2 separate regions of the Mus musculus genome follow, and region 2 is linked to region 1. Evidence: chromatin contacts called from public promoter capture Hi-C data. All regions are on one chromosome and are shown on one strand. The core of a region is the stretch at or near the end of the contact, and the rest is flanking DNA. Distances in the headings are between cores, read along the strand shown. Region 1 holds the start of Slc35f6 (solute carrier family 35, member F6). Region 2 holds the start of Dpysl5 (dihydropyrimidinase-like 5).

Region 1 (4,779 bases), core at 1,127-3,626:
GTGTTTCAAAAGATAAATAGATAACCAACTAGTCTTCCAAAATGAATGGTGTGGTATCCGCCCTAACTGGAGGTTAGAGCATGGATTCTAGGGTTGGAACACTTGGACTCAGAGGGAAGTCATCACTTGGGAACTGAGCTGCACATGACTAAACCTTTCTGTGCCTCAGTTTCCCATCTAGGAATGATGAACCCATCTATCTACTTTCCTCCCCCAGATCAAGTGAAAGAATGCCAAGGTAGATGGCCTGTAACTTGGTAGGCCTGGGTGCTGTGCACTGGCTGCCCTGGCTGTACCTAGAGGAAACCACTGGCCAGCAATGCCAATACCATCCTGGTAAGGTGGTTGCTCCCACCAACGTTCTTCCTCCCAGAGTGTCTTTCTCACTGTTTACTCCAGAACAATGTTTACAGTCCAGCTCTGGGCCCCATCTCAGGACTTGGGGCTGAGGCTCCTGAGAGGCCACACAAAAGGTGATGGGCTAAGGACAGGATCAAAGGTTAAGACACTTCGGAGTCCTCCTGACTCTCCAGCAGCCTCAAAGGGTGGGGCTTCCTGGGACCGAGGCTTCCTTGGCTTCTTACCTAACCGGTTTGGAGGTTTTCAAAGGAAGGGCTGAGTCAGCATGGTTTATCTAAGCAGTAAATGACCATTTGGATTCTTCCTGGGGACAGCAGCCTGGACAGACATTAGCCACTCTCAACATTAGGAGCAGTCCTTGTTTAGTGTGAGAATCTCATTGAAAGACACCCAGAGAAAAGCCCAAGAACTGCATAGGTCCTATTCTGGGTTGCATAGATTGTGTCCTCCTTTAGGGGAAGGGAGGGGGCACATGTGCACACATGTGTCTCTTCCACAGGGACTTTCTCTCGGCCACTTCTTCTCTCTCACACTGCAGGTACCTTACAGTCACCCTGATGAGTGCCCATGTCTTTTCTGGGCACTTCACAGCGTTGACAGACTTTGTTGTTAGATCCAAGAATCCTGAGAAGTAAATATGAAATGGCTACACGAGGCTCACAGCCAGCTTCTCAATGCACAGAGGCCCAGGAAAGCCAGAGCACAAGCCTGGAGGCCTTTCACTGGGAGCCGCCACACCAACTTTCTTTCCTAGCCAGGCCCAGTAAGAAACTGAGGCTAGACTTGGAGAGGGGCATTGTTCGCTGCTGCCCACACGCACACTGGACAAAGGACAGATGATGCACACTGAGGATTTTGGATGCAAATAGATAAAGAAAGGCCTTGCCCTGAGGCAGAGGCAGAGGCAGAGGCAGATAAACTGACAAACAACTGTCAAGTTAAAGCTAGGCCTTTCTGCCAACAATGGAGGAGACCACATTAACTTTCTCAGCTTTGTGATGCCTGGGCCTTAGCTCCCAACCAGCTGAAGACCTTTACTCCCACACACCAGAGTGCAAGTACCCAGCTACCATTCTGGTTTCGGTTAAGGAGCCTTTTCTCCAGATAGACACTTTCTTTTGATCCTCTGGGTCAGTCAGCCTTGTGGCTTCATTTTGGTTTGTATCACCTGCCTCTCTTGATGGCACCTGCTAGGTGTTCTCACTGTAAGCAGAGCCAGAGTGGTTCCCAGCCTCACATAAACCTCTGCGTTTATCACACTGATTCTTTTTTCAGTTCTCCCACGTTCAACGACGTGGTGTGCCCTCTGATTATGGAGGGAAAAAGTCCAGCTGGGCATTTGATGCTGTGAACAAGCAACTTGGAGCTGGCCTTTCTCTTTCCTGCCTCCAAACCTCTGCCACCCACATAAGAGCCCCAACTAAGCATCAAGATGTTGTCTATTCCCTTTCTTTCCCCATGAATGACCCTATGGCCACCTCCTCCTGGCTTGCCCATCCCTTCAGCTCGGCCTCTCCAAGAGCACCGGTGCTTCCCAGGCAGGCCCCCAGCCTCCTGCTGGAAGTCTCTCAGTCTCTGACCGCAGCGCCAGAGCGCCGCCGGGAGAAACTGATCCAACCCTTCGGTTCAAAGATGAGGAACTGAGGCTCAGAGATAGAAGTGACCGCGAATCAAAGTGGCCTTCAAATGCCCGCTTTCTCCCGGCCTCTCACCCCTTCGTCCACACCAGCGCGACTGAACTCTCGGTAATGTGGAGGGCTGGTGGGGTTGGAGAGTAGCGGACGGGTGGGGGACAGGGCGCCGGGTGTCAGCACCCACCGGCCCAGCAGGTCCCTCCCGGTCTGACCCAGACTCACTTTGCCGAAAGCGTGTTGATGGAGCCGGTGACCAGCATAAGCCCGGCCAGGAACAACTGGTACTTAGTCCAGGCCATAGTGGTGGACACGAGAGACCACTTGAATCAGCAGCTCCAACCCGGGTCACCCGGGATGTGGAGTCTCCTACTCAAGAACTTCCGGGCCGGGAGTCACATGACCCCACTGGCCCACGCCCCACGCCCGCTAGCCCCGCCCCGGAGCTGCCACCGGTCTTTGGTAGGAGAGCTGGAGAAGCAGAGTGCAGGGTCCCGGGCCAAGGCTACCAGATTTTCTTTTCTTTTCCATTGCTCGGCTTCCTTTTCTTTTTGTAGTGCTAGTGTCTCATGCATGCTGAGCGAGCCCTGTACTTCTGCAGCGTACGCTCCCAGCCTCTTGGCCTCCCGGTTTGTAAAATGGGCGCTCGGGGTCATGTAGAGATGCTTAGGCAATCTTAGAGCATTTTATAAACAATTTTGAGAGGTTGAGACTGGCAGTTGGTAATAGTTACAGCGTGGGAATCTCTTTTCTCCAGGATCTCCAGAGAACTGGAGTCCTGAGAGAAATGTCCCTAGGGATCCCAGCCCGTTGAATTGCTCACATCTTTCAGTAAAGGGAGCATTTGAGTTGAGTTGTAGCTTCCAGTAGGGTGTTTAACAGCTAAAACACAAACTGGGTGTGCATTCCTAGCACTTGAAAAATGAAGGCCAGTTTCCACTATATAAGGAGTCTGAGGCCAGACTGAGTAACTAAGTAAACAAATAATTAAAATAAAATGAAAAATGAAACCACAGAAGCCAAGGATTAAGGTTATGCTTATGAGTAGCAGTGGTGTGTGTGTGTGTGTGTGTGTGTGTGTGTGTATGAGTGTATTATATATATGTGTGTGTTGGGGGTGTGGACTTGAAGATAAAACACCATGGCTTTTGTATAGTTCCTGCATTAAGCTTCCCCACGTACCCCTGAGGACCCCTATAAATATTGTTTAGAAGCATCCCTACAGAAAGACCAGACCTCGGTTTGTGTGTAGAGGACTTCTAGCATTTAATTAATTAGTTTTTGAGACAGGATCTTGTTATATAAGCCAGACTGTCTTCCAGCTCACTGTGTACTCCAAGATGGACTCCAGTTCATGACTGGCTGTCAGTTTGTTAAAAAATAAATTTATTTATTTGTGTGTTATTGGAGGGCACTTTCAAGGCATATGTGGTACATGTGGAGGTCAGGGAACAACCTAGGGGAGTGGGTTCTCAGCTGCCAGCTGCCTACCTTCCTGTTCCATGTGATTGGCAGCTCATGCCCTACCACAGGTAAAAACAAAAACCCCCAAACACGCTTGATGGCCATTTGACCCACCATACATAGTCCCTCTGTTTCTGAAGATCCTATTACTGCAGGTATGAAAAAAAGGGTGTTTTGACCACTTCTTCCTGGTTGCCTTGAACTTGTAAACATGTATAGTATACACTCAAGGGACTGTAACATCTGTTTTGGGAGATGAGGTAGAGAATGTATTATAAGTAGGGTCTTGAACAAAAATATAGGAGGCTATCGTACAGACAGGGAAACATCTTTCATGTAAGAAGGGTTATGTGTTGGATAGCTCTTGGACCTACAGAACATTCCAGAATTTTTCTTCACGAGAGTGTGCTCTTTTCAGTGAAACCAGGGATAAAAGATCCAAGAGGTGACTTCTGAGCTATGTGTCCCCCACAGTGCTTTTAGTTTTGTGTCATTTCAAAGGAAGTAGTAATTTATCCAAAACTGTTTCCTGAGACATTGGAGACTAGATGAAACACAACTGTGTCCTAAAGGGACACCATCTGCCAGGCCTCCCCACCCCTATTCCCCATGGGAGACAGTTCTTATCGACTACAGTAGGACTCTGGGCTATTTTCCCATAGGTTCAGGCCAAGGATACTTGCCTGACATAAACATTACTAATGACATTGGTGTCACTAGCCCGACATGATGTCACTAGCAGAGCAGTCTTTGTCTCTAGAGTCACATTAGAAAGTGAATTCTAATTTATTATATCATGCTGTAAGCACTCATCAAACAGCTGTCTCTGAAGTCTGGTACACAGGAGGATTTATTGGCAAAAAAGCACGTAGAGCCTACCACGTGTAAGGTCCAGAGTCAAGTACCCCTCCCAGAGTAACCAGACAAGAAGTTCAGGATGAGACACTGTTGCATATGCCAGAAAGATATTGCTGAAGGGATCCTGGTATAGCTGTCTCGTATGAGGCTATGCCAGAGCCGGGCAAATACAGAAGTGGATGCTCACAGTCATCTATAAGATGGAACACAGGTCCCCCAATGGAGAAGCTAGAGAAGGCAACCAAGGAGCTGAAGGGGTCTGCAACCCTATAGGTGGAACAACAATATGAACTAACCAGTACCTCCAGAACTCATATTTCTAGCTGCAGTAGCAGAAGATGGCCTAGTCAGCCATCACTGGGAAGAGAGGCCCCTTGGTATTGCAAACTTTATATGCCCCAGAACAGGGGAATGCCAGGGCCAAGAAGTGGGAGTGGGTGGGTAGGGGAGCAGGGTGGGGGGAGGG
Region 2 (4,779 bases), core at 665-3,164, 64 kb before region 1:
CCCAGGGGTGCCAGGTGCCCTAAGGCAAATCCCAGAGACAGCACGTGCTCTGAGGTTTCTCGGTAAGCGTTTTCTGCACCAGTACACCTCACACTTGAATTCTGGGGGCGGGTGGCCTTGCGTGGACCGTAGGTAGACCCTATGCAGGCTATTGTTCTCAGGGTCTCTGGGGCGGGAGACGCCCCCCCCCCATCCGCCTCCCAGGCAGCATCTGCCGCTAGGCAAAGCCTTTCAGCTCCGTGCGAACAGGGCGTGCCGGGGGGCGCTGCGGATTATCATAAAATCCTAAACGAGTCCCCTTTGGTGGTTCCAAGCTCAGAAACAAAGCTCCTAGACGAGCCAGCCCAGCCTTGTCGGGGACCCGCCACCCGAGCTCTCTGGCCCAGTCCAAGGACCACGCCCAGCCAGACCAAGCCCAAACAGCGACTGGCCTAAAGCTGGAGTCTTCAGGCGAAGACTCTTCCCTCCTCAGCTGCCTGCCCTACCCCGATGGAGAGCCCCCCACCCCCTTCATGAGGAAGACCCATCCCCTGTACAGCCTCAGTCGCCTTCCCATGCCTGTCTACTCTCCCCAAACCCGGGAGGTCTCCACCCTCCCTTCATCTCCCCGCCCCTCTTCATTCTTCAGAGCAGCCTCGCCTCGCGCCACCTGCGCGAAGCTTCAGACCCGCCTCCCACCCAATTGTCAGCCCTTCCCAAACCACAGCCTCCTCCTCCAGATTCGATCACCTGTCCCCACCCATCTCCCCCTTTCTGCTCAAATCCAGGCCTCCACGCCCGTTTGTTCCAGCCATCTCCCCAGGCCCGGGGCATCGATATCCCTCACCCACCAAGATAGATGCTGCGTGGCAGACTAGGCGACATGGCTCCAGCGGAGGGACCTAGCGCCGCGCCGCCAGGGGCTGGGCAGATGCAAGAGGCCTTTGTGGTTTCGGCAGGTGCCTCTAGGGCCTCTGCTCTGCTCAGGGAACAGAGGATACAAACGATGGGGTTAGGACCACGTTAGGCAGATATCAGACCAGAGGCGCAGTTGGTGGGAACTAGGGACCGCGGCGATCCAGGGACGTACAAGAGGACAGGTCCGGCCACCACAGAAACACTCCCCTACACCCCACCTTTTAGCCATTTACTGCACGTCGACCAGCTACGGCTGCGCGACTACTGGGTGCTAGGCGTGAATCCCTTCAACTTAGCTGCCTCCTTATTCTAGCTATTTGTAAATCTTTCCAGCACACATTAATGCCTTAGGCGTCGCAAGTCACCAAGCCGAGTTCTGTGGGACTACAAAGACCCAGACTTGCGCCCCACCTTAGTCCGGATCTGCCTGAATCCTCAACATCTCTTTCATCGGCTGGAGGAGCCTAGGCGCAACCCAATTCCCTCCCTTTTGTGAGCCTCAGGGAGAAACTGAAAGAGGGGTGGATGTTGCAGCCCGGAAAGATCAAGCCCACCACCCTCCCCTTGCCATCACCCACTGCTCCAGGATGATGCGATTGTGCGGGTCCGTCGGTCGGTCTCTGGGTCTCGCCGCGGCGCGGTAGCTGCGGTTGCACGGGGCGGGAGCGGCTGCTAGCGCGCTCTCTCGGTGGCTGCCTTGCGCGCCTGGAGCGGAGTCCCGAGTGGCGAGCGGGGGTGGGGACGAGGGTGGGGGCGGGGAGCCGCCTGGGCCAATCACGGATCCGAGGGCTCCGCCCCAAGTGCTCGCCACCTCGAGCTAGCAGGTTAGGCGGAGGCGGGACCAGTAGCGCCCCGCGTCCTCCGCGTTGCCGCCGCCTTTGGGACTACAAATCCCGACAGTCCCTTTTGCAGGCCCCGGGTCCGAGAAGGGACAGAGGGCATGGCCCCAGGACCTCGACAACCCCCAGCCATCTAAGCGCCATTCTCAGCGTTCCTTTCTGGTCCCATGGTAACTAGCGACACTTCACAAAGCCCAGGCGCTGGGGCGGTATGGCTCGAGTCCCCTGGGAGGGTATAGGGCGTCTCCGGAGGACACATCGCCTCCCCTCCTCCTGCAAGACCCCACCCGAGGGGCTGAAACAATGCGGTGGCGGGGTCTCTCCGAGGCTGCGGGTTCCCAGTTGCGCCATCGGATTAGCGTCCTACCGAGTCTGAGACTGATGGGATTGCAGACTGTAGAGGGCGAGGTGGTCAGTACAGGAACACTGTTCTCATAGACCAAGGGAACGGCCACTCTGGGCGCCTCACTTCGCACCTTCTTTCTCTTGAGGTATTGAAGCCACCGTCTTTTCCAGAGCAGCGCTTGGACGTCGATGTCCAGCGCCCAGGTCCTATCCTATTTTTGACATCTCCTTTAAAAGAAAGTGTGTGTGTGTGTGTGTGTGTGTGTGTGTGTGTGTGTGTTTTAAACTCATTTCACATCAGCACCACCATCTTTATTTCCGGGTTGCTGTTGTTTTGACGGTTTTATTAGGTAGCCCCCTGCTAGCCTAGAATTTGAATTGAACCTCCTGCCTCTGCCTTCCGAATAGTGGGATTACAGATGTTCACCGCCACACCTTGTCCAGTTTCACCATTTTAGTACACAGTTGACTTAACCACAAACGATCCTGTAAATGGAGCGAGACAGTTCTTTTTCCTTAACTAATTTATGGCTCAGGCCTTTCCCTGAGCTCCGTGTTAGTCTGTCATTATTGTGACAGCTTAAATATAGCTTCAGAACTTGAATCTCTTCACTTGATGTCACCCCAATGGTGTTGCAAACCCGTGTGGAAATGCAGCATTAATACTGCCCCCGCCCCTGGATTCCTGGGGATCTACAACTGCTGTTGAAGAAGTTGGTTCTTTCCAGGGCTTCCCTCAGTTCCGGGGGTGGAGACGGGGGTGTGAGTCCCTTGGCTGCTTTCCTGAAGTGCTTTTCTCTAAGGCTATTTTCAAAGAAAATCGTACTTTATAACTTCGGGTGGAGGGAGCAGGATCCTCTGAATTTTAACAAAATGTACAGCCTGCACGTTAAGCTCCAGTCCTCCAAATGTGGGTCCCACTGGGTCATGTGCTCTGTGATCCACTCCTGGATGCGTTTAGGGCCACACAGGCGTGCCCCTAGGGGGTGCGGGGTTACTACATTTGGTCTCCAATTCTTTTTTTTTTTTTTTTTTTTTTTTTTTTTTTTTTTTTTTTTTGGCTTTTCGAGACAGGGTTTCTCTGTGTAGCTCTGGAACTCACTCTGTAGTCCAGGCTGGCCTCGAACTCAGAAATCCGCCTGCCTCTGCCTCCTAAGGGCTGAGATTAAAGGCGTGTGCCACCACCGCTTGGCTGGTCTCCAATTCCACTCTAAGAGTGGATTTTTTTTTTTTTTTTTTCTGGTAGTAAGCTTGTGCAAAGAACCTCCAGACAAGCTTAGATGGCCATCCTCAAAACACTCCTAATACCAGTGAAGGGTGTGTGTGTGTGTAAATTGCTCCAGTTGAAGGCCCTGTCTAGTCTCCCCAAACTGTCCAGGGAAATTTTTGCAAAATGCATTGCGCCCCTCTGGAACACCCAGCTAGCTCCGAGCAACGAGGGCCTCTGATGAACTTTTGCCTAAGGTGGAGGGAGCCCTCTAGTGGCCAGAATCGTTTTCTGCAGTTTTCAGTTGCGTTCCTAATCTCCAGCCTACCTACCCCCGCCCCCTCTCCCCCCCCACACCCCACCCCCGACTGCTTGCTAGTTAGCATTCAACACTGATAAAGATCCTACCCAAGCCTGAGGTTTCACGTACCCTCAGTACTTGATTTTTAGAGTTTAAAAAGAAATTTAGAACTTAGAGTCCCCTATATGTGGATTGGAATCCTTGTTCCTGACACATGACAGCTTCTTGACTTTGGCAAAGCCCATCCTGAGTCTTTGCTTCTTCACACCCCTCCCACAATCACCATGCATTTCAGGAGGAAATCCGTATAAAACTCACAGCCCACTGCCGAGCGTACACAGTGCACACTCACAAGTGTAACTATTATTAATTTCTTCCAAGTTGTAGAACAATGGGAGGGATGTAACAAACATACGGACACTGTAAGAATAGCCACAAAAGTCTGTTTGGTGTGGCTTTCTATTCAGCTCATTTGTAAGGTCAGATAAAAGTAGAGGAAACCAGAAGAAACGGGTTCTGAAACCATCGCCGTGGGATGGAGGAGCTAGATCTGAGTTTCACCTGGGTGGCTGTTGACCTGATTGGTCCTTAAGTCCAGGATGAAGGAGTACAAGCTGTGGACGGGGGAACCTAGAGATGTCTGGGAGGTGGTCGAGAACTTCCCCAAAGCTTGGAAGTCAAGACCATTCATGAATGAAGGTGGTGGAAAGAGGAGATTAGGCAGTTTGGGGCCCGACCCCAGAGATCCCAAAGGCTACTGGGATGGGTGTAGCAAGTCCTCATACACTAGGTTTGAAATACCCTTAACAAATGAGAATAAGAAACCCATCTGAGGCTTTCTAAAACTCCGGCTATAAGCAGGGTCAGATAGTCTACAACACACCACTCGATCCTTACAGATTCACCCAGCAGGTAACTACTCATTTCTTACCAATTCATCTTATTCTGGGGTACTCATAAGTCACCCTCACTCTTAGGAGCAGAAGCAGAATTCTAAAGGCCGTCTGCTTGACACAAAACCAACCTCTCCTGCTTCTGCTTCCCCTCCTGTCCCAGGAGATCCCCTCCAGAGCAAATTGTAAATGACTCCTGGACAGCTTATTGACATTCCACTGGCCCCAGACCATCTCTCCCCTTCCAACAGTTTCTCCTCTGTTTCCTTCTGGGAAAGGGATTCTCCAGGACGCCTA

The links. Capture Hi-C pulls out chosen DNA fragments and counts their contacts.
Region 2: a contact with region 1 is called in a promoter capture Hi-C map of pancreatic islet. The contact joins the promoter of Dpysl5 here to the promoter of Slc35f6 in region 1. A contact is called at or near these places in 3 of 39 promoter capture datasets (erythroid cells, frontonasal cranial neural crest and macrophages), 2 of 484 Hi-C or Micro-C datasets (embryonic stem cells and ventricular fibroblasts), 2 of 115 datasets of contacts at active chromatin or transcription factors (embryonic stem cells and pancreatic cancer cells) and 2 of 9 other capture datasets (adipose tissue and pancreatic islet).

Annotation. Positions count from the first base shown.
Region 1 is chr5:30,645,536-30,650,314 of GRCm38.p6, reverse strand. It overlaps Slc35f6 (solute carrier family 35, member F6), which reads right to left and starts at 2,376. Exons shown (of 6, transcript NM_175675.3): 1 at 2,217-2,376. The coding sequence starts at 2,293. Mir5625 (microRNA 5625) reads right to left here and starts at 2,379; the gene lies at 2,300-2,379.
Region 2 is chr5:30,708,699-30,713,477 of GRCm38.p6, reverse strand. Dpysl5 (dihydropyrimidinase-like 5) reads right to left here and starts at 1,914. Exons shown (of 13, transcript NM_001356948.1): 1 at 1,476-1,914.